Linked DNA regions of Oryctolagus cuniculus: region 2 is linked to region 1. Evidence: chromatin contacts called from public Micro-C data. All regions are on one chromosome and are shown on one strand. Each heading gives the region's core, a stretch centred on a gene start, on an enhancer-like site or on the middle of the called end of the contact. The rest is flanking DNA. Distances are from core to core; before and after follow the strand shown. Region 1 holds the start of ST3GAL3 (ST3 beta-galactoside alpha-2,3-sialyltransferase 3). Region 2 holds the start of PTPRF (protein tyrosine phosphatase receptor type F).

Region 1 (7,646 bases), core at 1,925-4,424:
AAGTCAGGGGTATTCCAGCAAGAGACCTTTGTTTCCTTGGCAGGTGGAGTTTGAGGATGGCTCACAGCTCGTGGTTAAGAGAGATGATGTGTACACGCTGGATGAAGAGCTTCCCAAGAGAGTCAAGTCCAGGCTGGTGAGTGTGTGTTCTCTGAGCCCTTAGTTCCTGCCCGGGCGGGAGGGAGCAAGACGAGGACGTGTCCCTGTTTTCACTCGGGGTGGTTGACCACAAAGTGATTATTTGGCTTGCCTGTTTTTCTGTAGTCAGTAGCCTCAGATATGCGATTCAACGAGATTTTCACAGAAAAAGAGGTAAAGCAAGAAAAGAAGCGGCAACGGGTTATCAACTCCAGATACCGGGAAGATTATATCGAGCCTGCGCTATACCGAGCCATCATGGAGTAGGTGCTTCCAAGGGTCCAAGAGGATCCCAGCCACGGAGGCAAGCGCACTCGGGGGTCCACAGCACAGCAGACACTTGGGACTCGGAAGAAGGCTCTGCGAGTGAAGTTGTAAAAAGAAGAAGGAATGAACTAGCTGATCCCTTCACCTCCCCCCACCCTCCTCGAATTCCATGTAGTGAAAGGACCAGCCATCTCTGGACATGTGGCAGCAGCCTCTGGTCTCCCAGCTGAGGGGCTGAGCACTGGAATGCTGTGGCTGCACTGGCCCCAGTCCATAAAAGGGGTCGCCTGTGCTGGCTGGGCTGGTTGCCCTGTTCCTGGCCTGGGACTTAGCTTCCTAATGAGCACCTGCACCAACTAGTCAGAGGTGCTGGTACTTGTCCCTACCCCCTTTTTGTATTTATGTGTGTGCGTGCGTGCGCCTGCGTGCGTGGGTATGTGTGTTTGGTCTGGACCAGCTTCTGCCAGCCCCTGGCCTTTACTTTCCTCCTTGCCTATGCAGGGCAAACAAAATGTGAAATTCTGCCCTCAGCTGAGCTGAGTAAGGGCCCCTGGGGTTGGCCGGAGGTGGGTGTGGCATCTGTCCAGGCCTGGAACATGTCTAGAGTGCTGGCAAAGCTGCAGTATTGAGATGCTAAGGAGTCACTGCCACCTCTTGTCCTCCCTTGAAGGAGCGCATAGGGCTAATGGGGGACTCGTCCTCCGCATTCTAGGCAAGGAGGCCGCGTGGCACAGTGTTAGAGGGTGTCAACGGGGGATACCCTGAAGGGGAATTTTTAATGATTGAAGCAGGCAGAGCCTGGTGAGTGATTCAACAGAATTGCAATCATGCAGGGGCTGGGGGGTGGTTAGGATGAATTGGGGTTGCTGGAGGCCAGGGGCAAGTGTGGATGTGCTCTTGGTCTGGGGGTGGGAGGGAGCTGATTTGGGGCGGGGGGTGGGACTAGAGGGCAACAACGAAGGGGTTAAACAGGATTTTGCTCCTCATGCATTTGTTTGCCTGGGCCCAGGATTGGAGGGCTTTACACCTATACTCTATGTATACAAGAATCAGATTTATAATACTTCCCCTTTTTTGTTACGTATGAACGCTATAAACCAAATTATTTTGAAAACCGGTGCATCACCTTGTCCTTAGCAATAAAATATGTTAAGCAGAGGATCGGCTTTGTCTGCCCCACGGAGCCCAAGAGGCCCAGGGTCAGGCTCAGGCGGACCTGGAGTCACAGGGCCCTGGAAGCAGGGCGTGTGTTTGAAGGGGAACCAGTAAAGCAAGACCTGCAAAGCTGTCCAGAGATGGCTGCTTCCTTGTCAGCTTCCATCTATTAGGACAAGCACAGTGGGACGGGGGGGCAGGGACGTCTTTGTGCTCCCTCTGCCTTGGAGGAGGAAATGGGAAAGGCCTAGCTCCACTGCCTGCCCTTGTGTCCCATCTGATACATTTTCAATGGGCGGGGCTGGTCTGAAAGGGAAGTGCCCAAAGCGGGAGTCCCTGAGGCCATTCCCTGAGCTGCCTGTTTGGCGAGACAGTACCTGGAGGAATACCAAGTTCCCTTGGCCTGGTGGGTCCCTCAGGCCAAAGTGGACAGCAGTAGGGGTCATAGGGTAGGAAGGGGGCACTCCTGTGGCTTGCTTGGCCTGTCCAGGTGAAGGAGAGGCTAGGGGCAGCTCAGTTCCTCCCAACCCTGCTTTGTGTCCCTGGGCTTGCCAAGTGGCTTATTTGGTATCTCAGTGTGGGGGAAGGGAGGAGCAGCAGGTGTTGGGCACTTTTCCATGTGAACGAAGAATTCCCAGGGGAGCTGGGCAGCGCCAGGCCTTACTGGATCAGTGAGTGGGCACTGTGGTCACTTAAGTTTGCCAGAGGGACACTTCCCACCTTTCTCCATGGTGTCCCAGAGCTCAACTCCCCCCTCATTGAGCCCCCTGTCCCCATCCTTGCCCAGAGCCCTTTGGGGCTGGGTGCCTGGTGTAATCCCAAGAGTTCTCACTCAACAGTCAGCCATTCTTCCTAGAAACCTTGCACGTCTCAACACTTGTCAACAGGAATAACCCCGGACTTTCCCAGCTCACAGAACTGGCCTCATGCTCCCCCGCTGCCCTCCGGCCACCGCCTATTTTAGGCCCCTCTAAGAAGCCTTTTGCCACAGCCACCCGCCTTCCCTGGGTAAAGGAGGATCTTTGGATTGGCGTCCAAGGATTGTCGTCCAAATTCCCCCGTACTGCGGAGAAATGAGATTTTACATTGTTCCCGAGGGCATACCGGGTACGACCTCCCTGCTGGAATGGAGTGGGGTTGGGAGAGCACGGGACCCCTGCAGTACATAGGTGGGTTAAGGCGGGTTGCCGAACTAGACGTTTCCTACGAGGCCCTGTACCACGGAGCTGGAGGGGCCCGCGGGGGTCCAAGGCCTCGGGCTACGAGAGCACTAGCGGGGGTTCATGGCACGGAGGACTACACGGGCGTGCCCTCACTTGGCACTCCCGCTCGGCCAAGGAACCGTCCTCTGGTCGGTTAAGGCGGGGAGGAGGGCTCCTCAGGGCAGCAGGATGCCAGAGAGGACGTGGCGAGGGCGTGTGCGCTCCAGCTCAGCAACCCCTGGCCGGCGCATCCTGCGCTGCCCGGCACCCGCGGTGGGCGGGCCTGAAAACTCTGAGTTCCGCGTCTATTGGGCGGCCCCGGCCTGTGCCCGCCCACTTGCTCAGCGCAGCTCCGCATTGGTCCGCACAGCGCCCCGCCCGGCTCCCGCGAGCTCATTGGCGGTGTAGGCCCGACCCCCGGCAAGGGCGCCGAGGCGGAGAGCGGGATTGGTGGTCCCGCCGTCCCCGGGTCGCGGCCGTGCGCCCCGCCCGCCGCTGCGTCCCCACTATGGCGGCGCCCATGCAGCCCACCGCGTCGTGGGCGCCCGCCGGGGTACCCCGCGGCTGCCGCCGCAGCCTGCGCCGCCGCCTGCGCCTTCCTGCCTCGCGTGGGGCCGGGCACCGCCTCCCCCCTGCTTCTCTCTCCGCTGCGGTAAGATCCTGCCCCACGCGCTTCGGGGCGCGACGGCCGCGGCTAGCGGTCCAGCGCCGCCCCCTCCTCGGCCGCGGCCCCGGGTGGAGCGCGGAGCGCGCGACTGTGCTGGGGAAGCAGAGGTCGGGGCGCGGCTCCCGGGTTCCCCGGGCTGGGGTCCTGCACGACCTCGCCTGGGAGGGGGCTCCATGCAGGCCAGGGCAGAGGAAGGCCGACTTGCTCTGCTCGCTGGTCGAGCGCTCGGAGGTCACCTGCGCGCGAGACCCCGCAGCTCTGTGGAAGGACGCGGTGGTTCGGGCCCGCGGTGGGAAGAGGAGGGAAAACTGCAGGCAGAGAGCCCGAGCGGGAGTCGGCGCCTACTGGCCTGCGCGCGTTCGGATCTTCGGGGGCACCGGGGTCACATTTGCTTGGCAGAGTACCCTCTTGCGTCTGCCCTTCTGGCGCTTTCTCCCCTATTGTGTCCCGCCTTGCTGGAGACGGCGGCTTAGCGAGGAGCGCGCGTTTGGTTAGGAGGGCGTCCCGTGAGCGCGTGGGGTTCCTTAACGACAGCGCCCGCTGTCACTGCTTCCTCAGTAAACCTCACTTTTGTTTGTGTTTCTCTTACATAACAAGGAAGGAATGAAACGTGAGAACGCGTTGTCCTAATTAGTTGAAGAAGGAATGGTGTCCTGGAAAGGACACCATACAAACTTCCCCGTGGGTCTTTGAATTGTCTGTGTTATATGTAGATGGTGAACGTAGGAACAAACCAAAACAAACCCAGGACTTATGAGATGGCTGAAAGTAAGAAGTCTCTCAGGACAAGTGGGGTTATTTCTTAGCTCAGGTCCCTGCCCTGTCTGGTGGCTCCTCAAGGTGGGAGTCAGGCCAGGGGCCATCTGGATCGTTCAGGGGCTGTTGAAAATCGTCTGCCTAAAAGTTAGCTTGCTGTAGATTTACTGAATTTTGAGGTTGCCTTGGCACCCAGGCCAAATGATTTCTTGGGCCTCATACAGCCAGTGGACTGGACATTCCCCACCCCTGGTCTGGAGGATTAAAAGGAAGCTGGCACACGGATTTATGACTAAATAGTATTCTCAAATAATCTCTTAAGGCAACAACAGCTGTTAAGCTCAGGGGTTCTTAAGGATATTTGAGGTATTAAATTGGTGAATCCATTTCACATGTCTAAGTGTCTTAACTGTGGTTTAATAAAAGTAAATTACTAAAGGTGAACCGAGACGTGCATGTTCTTAGAGACCGATTCACTCTGGATCGGTCAGGTGTGTGCTGCGTACATGTTTTGTGCGAGGCATTGGCTGAGGGGAACTCGGAGGCATCCAGTACAAAAGGTAGGTTGATGGCGTCCTTCCGAGAAGCGCCGCTGTGGCAGGTGGAGCAGGGGGTGACGCGCGGGAGTGCTCCTTCCTTCAGGTGAAGCTCGAGCTGACCCTCAGAAGGGACAGCAGCAGCACTGGGGCTGTCGTTGTCACTTTTCTGATGAGCTGCAGCTGTCTGGGGTAACAATTCCTTCAGCTACACAGGTTCTGCGTCTCAAGTTCATTCTTCTTTTCTCTCCACGTCCAGCTGGTTGCCAGGTCTTGCTGAGGTTCCTGCCACCCCATTTCTGGCATCTGCTGCTTTGCACCCCTGCTGTCATTACACCACTTTGAGGAGCCTTGATACTGTTCACGTGCATTTCCCCATGCCCGTGCAGTGCTCCAGAAACCCCCTAACATTTTGTTCTTGTCTCCCATCTTTCCATGTGAAGTGCTGTCACTTCTGGCCAAGACCCTCAGCCTCTACTCTCCCCACCGCGATCCCGTGTGGAGTTAGGTGCAGACCAGCCTGGCATGGACAATTCATTTCTTGCCACTCCCTTAGAATTTTTTGTCTTTTCTTGATCAGTGGAAATCTTCACGCTTTGTGTTCCATGTTCTTGTTGGTCTTGCCTATCTTAAATGACGCCCTTGGCCCTCTGATTGTTGTGCTTATGATGGGGAACTTGCATTGTAGAGTTTGTCTTTCCTTTCCTCCCAGGGGGAAGAGCTGTCTCTCCTGCCACCTTACCACCAGGGCCTGGCCTTTTGCCATAATTGCCTTAATCCTTTGTGTACTCGCAACGGAAGACTGATGCTTTTGCAAAACATGAGTTGTTGGGTTCATCATCTGGTACAGTGTTTTTACAGGGGAGGTACTTGACAGATACTTTTTTTTTTTTTTGGACAGGCAGAGTGGATAGTGAGAGAGAGAGACAGAGAGAAAGGTCTTCCTTTTGCCGTTGGTTCACCCTCCAATGGCCGCCATGGTTGGTGCGCTGCGGCCGGCACACCGTGCTGATCCGAAGGCAGGAGCCAGGTGCTTCTCCTGGTCTCCCATGGGGTGCAGGGCCCAAGCACTTGGGCCATCCTCCACTGCCTTCCCTGGCCACAGCAGAGAGCTGGCCTGGAAGAGGGGCAACCGGGACAGAATCCGGTGCTCCGACAGGGACTAGAACCTGGTGTGCCGGCACCGCTAGGTGGAGGATTAGCCTATTGAGCCACGGCGCCGGCCGACAGATACATTTTTATATTAAAGAGCTTTGATTTAGGAGGAGTGCAAAGACGATCCTTTGTGCAATCAAAATGTGCATTATAAAATCTGTGAATGAAGTTACTCATGTGAGAGCATCCGCTATTGAGAGACGGGAAGTAAATGGTCTGAGTGGCTTGGCTTAGGCTGTATTAACCTAAAGCTCCAGACTCCAGTGGCTTCAGCAGAATGAGAGTTGACTCCTCTCTCATGCTGCCAGCCCAGTGTGAGCACACGTGGAGCTCTGCTCCTCGTGGCCACTCAGGGCCCCAGGTAGATGAAGAAGTGGTGGTCAAGTGGTCACTGGCTTTTTTTTTTTTTTTTTTGAAGATTTTCATTTATTTGAAAGACAGAGTTATAGAGAGAGGGAGAGCGAGAGAGAGAGAGGTCTTCCATCCACTGGTTCACTCCCCAGATAGCCACAATGGCTGGAGCTGCACCAATCAGGAGCCAGGAGCTTCCACCGGGTCTCCCACATGGGTGCAGGGGCCCAAGGACTTGGGCCATCTTGGATCGGAAGAGGAGCAGCTGAGACTAGAACCAGCACCCACATGGGATGCTGGCGCTTTAGACCTGGACTCCAACCCGCTGCACCACAGCGCTGGCCTCGACTCTGGCTTTTTAAGTTTCTGTCTCAGTGTGGCCCATGTCTCTTTCATTCACGTTGCATTGGCCTAAGCAAGTCCCACGGCCATGCCTAACTTTAAAGAAGGATAGAGGATTGCACATGCCTGGGAAGCAGAGAGCCAGAAGTACCTGATGAGCTGCACTAAAAGCCTGCTACATCTCCTATGGGCCTTGCATCCGTGGAAGATGAGAGGCACCAGGTCAGGTGGGCTGTGGAGACAGGCTTCCCTGCAGCAGCAGGAAGTGGTTGTGACGGGTCCTGGGAAGTGCAGATCAGAATCACAGCTCTCATGAGTGCTGCTTGGAGCCAGGTACCATGCAAAGCACTGGTGAGCTAACAGCCAAGGCTGTTGATGCAGGGGCAATCTGTTGTATCTCAGTTATAACACAGTCATCCCCGAGGGCATCACTACTTTATAGCACCCTTAGTAATGGAGGTGGTGCTGAGGTGTTAAAAAAAAAAAAGGTGGCCGGCGCCGCGGCTCAATAGGCTAATCCTCCGCCTAGCGGCGCCGGCACACCGGGTTCTAGTCCCGGTCGGGGCGCCGGATTCTGTCCCGGTTGCCCCTCTTCCAGGCCAGCCCTCTGCTGTGGCCAGGGAGTGCAGTGGAGGATGGCCCAGGTGCTTGGGCCCTGCACCCCATGGGAGACCAGGAAAAGCACCTGGCTCCTGGCTCCTGCCATCAGATCAGCGCGGTGCGCCGGCCGCGGCGGCCATTGGAGGGTGAACCAACGGCAAAAAGGAAGACCTTTCTCTCTGTCTCTCTCTCTCACTGTCCACTCTGCCTGTCAAAAAAAAAAAAAAAAAAAAAAAAAAGGTACAGTCAGGGTATTCAGTCTGAAAAGTCAGGAAGTATGTAATAATTTGAGGTGCATTTTCATTTGAGTGACTAAAATAGAAAAATCTTACCTTACCCTTTCAGGCTTGCTTAATTGGCTTTAGTAGAAGTTAGCAAACCCAGTACTTGGGGAGGCCAGAAGCATAGAATGCTGGTTGGAGCCTGGATTGGGGAGACAAGATCTGGGTTCAAACCCTGACTCAGCCACTAACAGAG
Region 2 (7,646 bases), core at 1,536-4,035, 150 kb before region 1:
CCTTGTCCTGTGGCCCTGCGGCCTGGCCTCTGGCTTATTCCCTTGGCTCTTGTCTGCTTCCAGGTGCTGTGCCTGCTGAGAGCCGGGCAGGCTGCCCAGAGGCATCCCCCTGCCCTGTCTTAGCAAACACTTGGCCACATACGGGACCAAAGATGGGCAAGCTAGGTGCTAGAGACCGATGGCTGGAGAGTCTGAGGACCCGTGTCCCCCTGGGGTTTGAAGCAAGAGCCTGGTCAGCTCAGCAGGGAGAGGGTCTGCTGACTTCCATCGCAGGGCTGCTGGCTCCTGCCCACCGAGTTCTGTCTCCTAGGCCACAGCGCTGGGAAGAGGGAACAGGCTTGCCATACCCACTGAGGCCAGGCGAGCGGGCACACAGGCCAGCACCCACCACCAGCCCCACTTCCAGCACAGGCCAGACCCACAACCTGAGGTCAGGACACACTCTAAGGTATGGCCAGGGAGCCCTGCCCTCACCTGGGCATTTCTGTCTGATGGTCTCTTGAATGTGGAGAGGGAAGCTATCTGTCTGTCCTGTAGGTGGCAAGCACCCATTGCCTGCCAGGCCCCTGCACCAGCCCGGGGCTGACAGCAGACAGGGCAGACTGTCTTGCCTTCAAGGGGCCCACATCTGCGAGCAGAGGAGACAGACACGGCTACAGACAGGGGTGACCAGAGCCTTAGGGACGGCTCTAAATAGGTGCAGCTGGTGCCAAGGGACCACACGAGGTAGAGCACGTCTCAAGGGGCGATACCCCATCACCATGCACAGCAGATTCTGCGAGCAGACTGGTTTTGTGTGGCCCAGAACCTCAAAGTCAGAATCTGTTCCCTTCTCTGTGCGTGTCTCTCACGGAGCCATGTGGTCTCCAGCCTCTGTAGGACTGACCACCAAGGAGCAGACGGGACCGCAGGAGAGAAAGACTGGCACTTCCGGTCCAGGCATTACAAGAAGTGGGGAACAGGGAGGGCGAGCAGCCCCGGGGCGGGGGGAGTGAGTGCAGAACTCTGTCTCGGTTACATGGACCTGGGGTTCAGATGAGAGGCCCAGACTGCAGAGACATGGTTGCTGGTGGGCGAATCGGTCCAGGAAAAGGCAGCTCAGCAGGAAAAAGGGGAGGCCTAAGGCAGAGCGCTAGAAGAGAACTGGAGAGAGAGTAGCCGGTGTGGGAGTGTAGGCCAGGGGCACCAAGTAGAAAGACTTTTCCTAAGTCAGCAACGCACGGACATAATTGGCTGAAGATTACACTTTTTAAAAACTGGGGGTGGAGCCGAACCCTCAAAGTTCTGAAACAGAAGCAAAAATGCCAAAAAATGCACGAGCGTTGCAATACCTCCCCCCACAGTACTCCAAAATTACCAAGGGGCGTAAAACCACTGACTGAGACACTCATTTTTGACCTGTTTGTCATCTGGAAGGAATCCTTTGCCCGGCATCGCTGGAGCCATCCGCTCGTCACACACCAGGGGGCGCACGCGCACCGTTTCTGAATCCAAGTCCGCGACAAAAGCAGGCAGTGAATTAGGTGTTCATCAGAACTTGGTGCTCACATCCATAAGCCCCAGTGCAGGCTTCCCCTTTACGTCACCACTGTGACCCCAACAACCTCCAAATCTCGTTTGTTCCTCCCCGACTCCAAACCCCCAGGGGTATCAGAGAGGCCCCAAGGAGACTGGGACTCCTCCCGCACCCCTCACATGACCGCACTGGGGGTGGGGTGAGTGGGCTACAGGAAGGGGCTTTGGGGGAGGGACCTGGAGGCAGGAGCTTTGGTGTCACCATTGGAGCTCACCAGTTCCCATCGGCATTAGGACTGTGGCATAAATCTTCAGGTGGGCTAAGGGTGTAGCCCACAAACTTACAAACGCATTTGCGTTTCGTGTGAGATGTCAGAGACTCACTATTGAGGTTAATATCCGGTTTGGAATTCAAGGGCCAATTTATACCAGCCGGAAATTGCATAGATACCCGGTAGCCTCTGGTTAAGGCTGACACCAGATCAGAAGAGTGGAGGGAGAGCGGGCAGGAAGGGAGCTTGTGAGGGGGTCTCACCAAGGGCTGGATCAGGTGAGGTCCTCAGCGGGTTCAACGGTGGGTGGGGTCCAAGGTCCGTTTCTGTGCTGGGGCCCCTTTTCCAATTACTCAATCTCAATTCTGGAGCTGAGAATGTGAACAGAAAGTGTGCCGGGAATGGAATTTTGTGGAAGGGTTGGGGCTCAGCAGAAGGTGGCTACTGGCCCTTAGAGGGCTCCACGTGGGTACTGGAGTCCACTGACCACCAGGGATGGCGCCAGTGTTATGATCAAGGTTAGGGTGGGCAGCAGTTGTAAAAGGGTTTAGGGCCAGAATTGGTATTTGGGGGCATTATAATACAGGGGTCCAGGTCAGAATGACTACTCGTGTCCACTCGGGGACAGATTTAGGGGGTTGCAGTCAGTATTGGGGTTCGGGGTGGGTGTGGGCCCAGTATCAGTCTCAGATCTGCACGGGTAGGAAATGGGATCTCACGGCACCATCAGGTCCTTACGAGGCTCGGGAGCCACTAGTAGGAGCTGCACTTCGTGGAGTTGAGATGTGTTGGCGCTCACCGCTGGGGCTCAGGCCCCACGCTGGGGCTCCGGTCGGCTTAGACGTGCGCGGTTGGGTTGTGCTCTGGCTAGGCCTACCCGGCTCCGCGGCTCCACCAGCGCGAGCGCACGAGGGGAGGGGCGGTACCGGGGACGCGCACGGCAGGGGCAGGGGCGCGGGCGCGGGCGCGGGCGGGGGCGCGCGGCTGGAGCTGGCGCGGGAGCGGCGGCGGCGGCAGAGGCGGCGGCTCCGGCTCGGGCTCCGGCTCGGGCTTCGGCTCCAGCTCCGGTGGCGGTGGCGGGAGCGGGACCAGGTGCCCGCGGCGGCGGCAGAGGAGCGGGAGCGGCGGCCTCGGCAGCGTGGGGGGGACATGCGGACCGACGGCCCCTGGATAGGCGGTGAGTGACCCCCGGGGCTCCCCTCCAGTCCCCTCCGCGCCCGTTCCTTTCCCACTCTCCCCGCCCTTCCCCCGCGTCCACCCAGCGGAGCCGGGGGCGGTCCCGGGGGGGTTGGGGGCGCCGCTTAGGCCGGGCCGCGCCCCCACCTGCCGCGCCCGCAGCCTCGGCAAGCCCCCCCACCCCCGGCCCAGCCTGGCGGCTCCTCCCCGCCTTTACCCCGCGGCGGACGCGCCCCCCCTCCCCCCCGCCGCCGGCTCGCCCGCTCGCTCCCCGCCGCACCTGAACCGCAGCCCGCGCCCCCCCAGTGCAAAGTTTGCCGTTTGCATTTTTGCGCCCCCTCGCTGATCCCGCCTCGCCCCCCCCAACCCCGCCGCCCCGCTTCTGGGCGGACGCGCTCCGGGGGCGGCCCTCGGCTTCCCACCCCCCCAACTCCGGGCGGGTCCAGGCCGCGCCCCCGCCCCCGCCGCACCGGCGCCCCCTCCCAGCCGGCGGGGGATCCGCAGCCGACGCGCTCCCGGTTCGCTCGCGGCCCCGGCGCACGTGCGGTCCCGGGATGTGCCGGGTGCGAGTTCGGAGCCCCCCACTCTCTGGTCGCGAGCGCGGGCCGGCGAGGGGCTCGGGCGGGCTGCACCCACCCCCACCCCCACCCCCACCCCGAGGCTGGGCCCTGAAGGCCCTGGAGCGGCCTGTCCCGGGAGGACGTGTCCACTCGGACCCGCTCCGAAAGTTCACTCCGTCGCCACCCCGCGTCCCGTCCCGTGCCAGCGTGCCGGTCCCCAGTCGCCGGGCCCACGTCCCGGTCTCGGCTTCTTCCTGTTTGCCTCCGTGTGTTCCTGCTTTCCAGTTCCAGCCCTGCAGCCCCAGGGCCTCTCCCGGGGTGCCCGTGTTCCCCTCCCGCGGTCTCCGTGTGCTCCCTCCCGGGGTGCCCGTGTTCCTCCCCGGGGTCTCCGTGTGCTCCCTCCCGGGGTGCCCGTGTTCCTCCCGGGGTCTCCGTGTTCCCTCTGGCTGGAGCTCCCCGCCCCTCTCTGCCTTCTCCCCGCTGCGTCTCCGTGCTTTCCTCCCCAGGTGTTCAGCCCTCTTGGCGCCCCACACCCCCTCTGCGGGGTCCCCTCCCCCATGCCCATGGAATGCTGCCCCTCAGGTTCTTCCGCCCCTGAGCCGGGGAGGGCCTGGCCTTTCTCCCCATTTCAACAACCCCCTCCCCAGTGCCGGGCCCCAGTGCAGCAGCCTGAGGGGGGTGGGGAGGGTGGGGAGTACAACCTGTCTGAGCTGGGAGATGGGGGGGGGGGCTCTCTGGATTCCCCTGGAGGGAGCAGCAGGGCCCGGCCGGGATGCTGGTGGCTGCGGCCCCACCTTGGCTTCTGAAGGGACCAGGGCCGGGATCCAAAGGGACCCTGAGCCAAATCATCTGGCTGGCGACTCCAGGAGCGTGCCCGGGACTGGGGGGTTGGGGGGCCTGGGGAGCTGTGCAGGGGGGGCTGGCTGGGAAGGGGTCCTCTCGGGGAGCCTCTGGCAGCCTCAGGGAGCAGGTGGGATCCAGACGGGAGTCCTGGTAATTCTGGGCTTGGCTCCACGTTAACTCTTGCTTCAGGGAGCGTGGAAATCCCTGTTTTTACTTTACTGATTGTATGAATGAGCCTCCGGCTTCAGGAGGGAGCAGGTGAAACTCCCCAAGTTGAGCCCTTCCCCGGGCCACACACTGTGCACACTCCTGCCCCTCCCACCTGTCCCACACTCCGCTCACCCCCTCACCCCACGTTCACTTGCCTGCTTGGCCTCACACTTGCACGCTTGGGCCTGCACGCCAGCCAGTGCTCAGCAATCCGGCACGCTTGCACACTCCACAGCACACGTGTGCACACGCCGACTCAGTCCTGCTCGCACTTTCCCTCTTAGCCCTGGAAATGTCTTCTTGGTTGTGCTGTCTCTTCCAGTAGCGCCGCATCTCCCTTCATTCAGGAAATTGTTTTCACATAATACCTTCCTTCCTCTCTCACAGCCACTGGCCTCCCCCCTGTGCAGCCTTGCGTGCGCCCTGGTTGGGGTGGCGCACGGGGCTTTGCGAGTGAGGAGGGTAGTCTGTACTTCAGCTGGGAAGACCACAGCGAGGTCTTTCCTTGGGAGTTGTGTGGATGTGCAACCAAATGCGGAACTTGGTGATTTGCCCCCTCTTTTTCCCATCTTGAGGCTCCTGCGGTAGAGCCTACGAGGCCCACCACGGCTCCTCTGCTTTCCACTGAGAACTCAGTTTCGTCCCCCATGAAATGGGGCAGCTGATCCCACCCAGGCCGGGTGCCAGGGCTCTTGTGAGAAGCCGGGGGTACGGTGCGGCCGTGCAGTGTCAGCAGTAGGAGTCGCCTCATGGATGCAGAAGGAATTCTGTAGCCTACTATTGATTGCTGTCTGTGTGCCAGACACCGAGCTAGGCGCTCCCAGCCGGCTGCCTCGCTTCCGGTGGGACTGTCGGCAGCGTGGGCGAGGTGTCCGCTCACCAAAAGCAACTGCGGTTCTGAGCTGTGGTTAGAAAGCCCAGGGGGTTCAGTGTGAGGCTGGGGAGAGTTCAGAGGTCAGGGTGAGTTGAGACCAAGAAGGAGCTCTCTGGACTGGGTTTGGAAAGATAAATAGGAATTTGCCGGTTGAAGAAGGGAGAAAGGGCACTGTAGGCAGAGAGACAGTGTGAGTAGACGTGAAGGTGTCACTTGTGGAGTATGCAGAGGTACAGCAGGTCACCAAGGGCCTCGCCTGGCCCGTGATTTAGCTGTGTCTTTGAGAACACGGAGGGGAGACAAGCTGACAACGCCGTGGAGTGTAATGGTTCCAGAGGGTGACTGCGGTGCAGGGAAGCGATGGCGGCAGGACGCTCAGTGAGCAGGAGGGTGCTGCAGGTCAGGGCATGGCAGCAGCATGGAGCCCCTCAGAAGGCACGTCTGCTGGCACGGATGATTGGATGTGGGGGCGAGGAAAGGGTCCAGGTTCCTGCGGGCGTCTGGACTGAGCCCCCGAAGCTCACTGTGCCGGGCACATGGAGAGGTGGAAATGCCCATGGTTGGCCATGCAGCGTCTGCAGGACTTGGGGATTTGAGGCTCACTGGGCTGGAGGCGGCCCGGGGAGAGGGGAGGAATTCAGAAGGGGGTTGGGTATGGGGATCTGGAGCTTGGGAGACAACTCAGGGCTCCAGAAAGAGAACCAGGAGTTGTCTGGGTGAGCAGGGAGCGGCGATCGTCAGGAGACCGCTCAGCCCAGGCAGTGGCTAAGAGCTCACGTTCTGGCTCTGGACCGCTGAGCCTGGACTCTCCTAAGAAGCAGCGTGACCTTGAGCAGCTTGTTCAGCATCTCTGAATCAGTTTCTTCGTTTGTCAAATGGGTATCATAAAATTGCACAACTCCTGGAGTTGTTTCCAGGATTAAACTTAATGTACTTAACAGTGCTTAGGACAGGGCCTGGGGTCTCGTGGCTACTGGTAGCTAACTGATGGCAGCTGTTACGCTGACTGTGATCAACAGGAGTGGTGTGAACCCACCCCCAGAAAATCACTCAGGATTGCTTTTTTTTTTTTTAATATTTATTCCTTTATTTATTTGAAAGGCAGAGTGATAGGGTGGGGGTGTGTGGTTCTATTCACTCCCCAAATGCCTGCCACAGCTGGGGCTGAGCCAAGCCAAAGCCAGGAGTCAGGAACTCCTGGTCTCTGGCATGGGTGGCAGGACCTCAAGTACTTGAACCATCATCTGCCCTTCCCCAGGCACACTAGCAGGAAGCTGGGTTAGAAGCAGAGTAGCCTGGGCTTGAAGGAGGCACTCCAATAGAGCCTGTGGCCATCCCAAGTAGTGGCTGTGCTGCAATACCTCCTGTCCCCAGGTCGCCTTTAAAAAACTATACGTTGGCACTGTTGGAGGGCATCCGCCTGCCTGAAGCAGCTGCGGTTCTGAACCGTTGGGGAGTTCAGCAAAGGTGGCCAAGCCCCCTGTGGTCAGCGCCGTGGATGGGGTGTGTGTGTTGCTCAGGTGGGTTGACCCTCAGGTGAGCCTGAGAAGAGCAGAGGTGAAGCCCTGCAGAACAGAAACCGTGTTGGGGGTGGAAGGAAGGTAAATTTTTTTTAAGGATTTATTTATTTCAGAGGCAGAATTAGAGCATGTGTGTGATAAAGAGATCTCCCATCTATGGGTTCTCTCCCCAAATGGCTGCAGTGTCGGGAGCTGGGCTGCCCTGGATCCAGGAGCTTCCTCTAGGTCTCCCTCGTGGGTGCAGAGGTCGAAGCAATTGAACCATCTTCCACTGCTTTTTCCAGGCACATTAGCAGGGAGCTGGATCAGAAGTGGAGCAGCTGGGACTTGAACCAGCACCCACGTGGGATGGTGCCCATATGGGCTGCCGGCGTCTCAGGCAGCTACATAACCCACTACGCCACAGCACCATCCCAGGAAAGGAATGCTAAGGGGGGCAACCGTGCAGAGTTTAGTTGCCCATTTCCTCTCACCCTACCTGGGCCCCGGGCGTCTCCCATGGTTTTTTCTTCCAGTGTTTGCCGCTAGGATCCAGAGGCACTAGCTCTGTGTCCCTGACCTCTGGGTCTGGGAACTGTCAGCTCCTTGGTAGTGTTTTAGCGGCTGCTGCTGGGGACTGTTCCTGGTGTAGCCGCAGGAGCAGCGGCGTCTGGTGTCCTCTAGATTCTACTTGCCC

Evidence for each region. Hi-C and Micro-C count contacts between places; a contact is called where the count stands out from the background.
Region 2: a Micro-C map of ear pinna shows a contact between it and region 1, with 3 times the contacts expected there. The contact joins the promoter of PTPRF here to the promoter of ST3GAL3 in region 1. A contact is called at or near these places in 3 of 6 Hi-C or Micro-C datasets (ear pinna, psoas muscle and an unstated tissue).

Annotation. Positions count from the first base shown.
Region 1 is chr7:129,353,458-129,361,103 of mOryCun1.1, reverse strand. ST3GAL3 (ST3 beta-galactoside alpha-2,3-sialyltransferase 3) reads left to right here and starts at 3,174. Exons shown (of 8, transcript XM_051856573.2): 1 at 3,174-3,414. It overlaps KDM4A (lysine demethylase 4A), which reads left to right. Exons shown (of 22, transcript XM_008265389.4): 21 at 44-136; 22 at 265-1,519. The coding sequence ends at 405.
Region 2 is chr7:129,508,040-129,515,685 of mOryCun1.1, reverse strand. It overlaps PTPRF (protein tyrosine phosphatase receptor type F), which reads left to right and starts at 2,785. Exons shown (of 34, transcript XM_051856577.2): 1 at 2,785-2,964. LOC103350200 (a long non-coding RNA gene) reads right to left here and starts at 2,660. Exons shown (of 3, transcript XR_007923657.2): 1 at 2,526-2,660; 2 at 2,051-2,158; 3 at 1-1,484.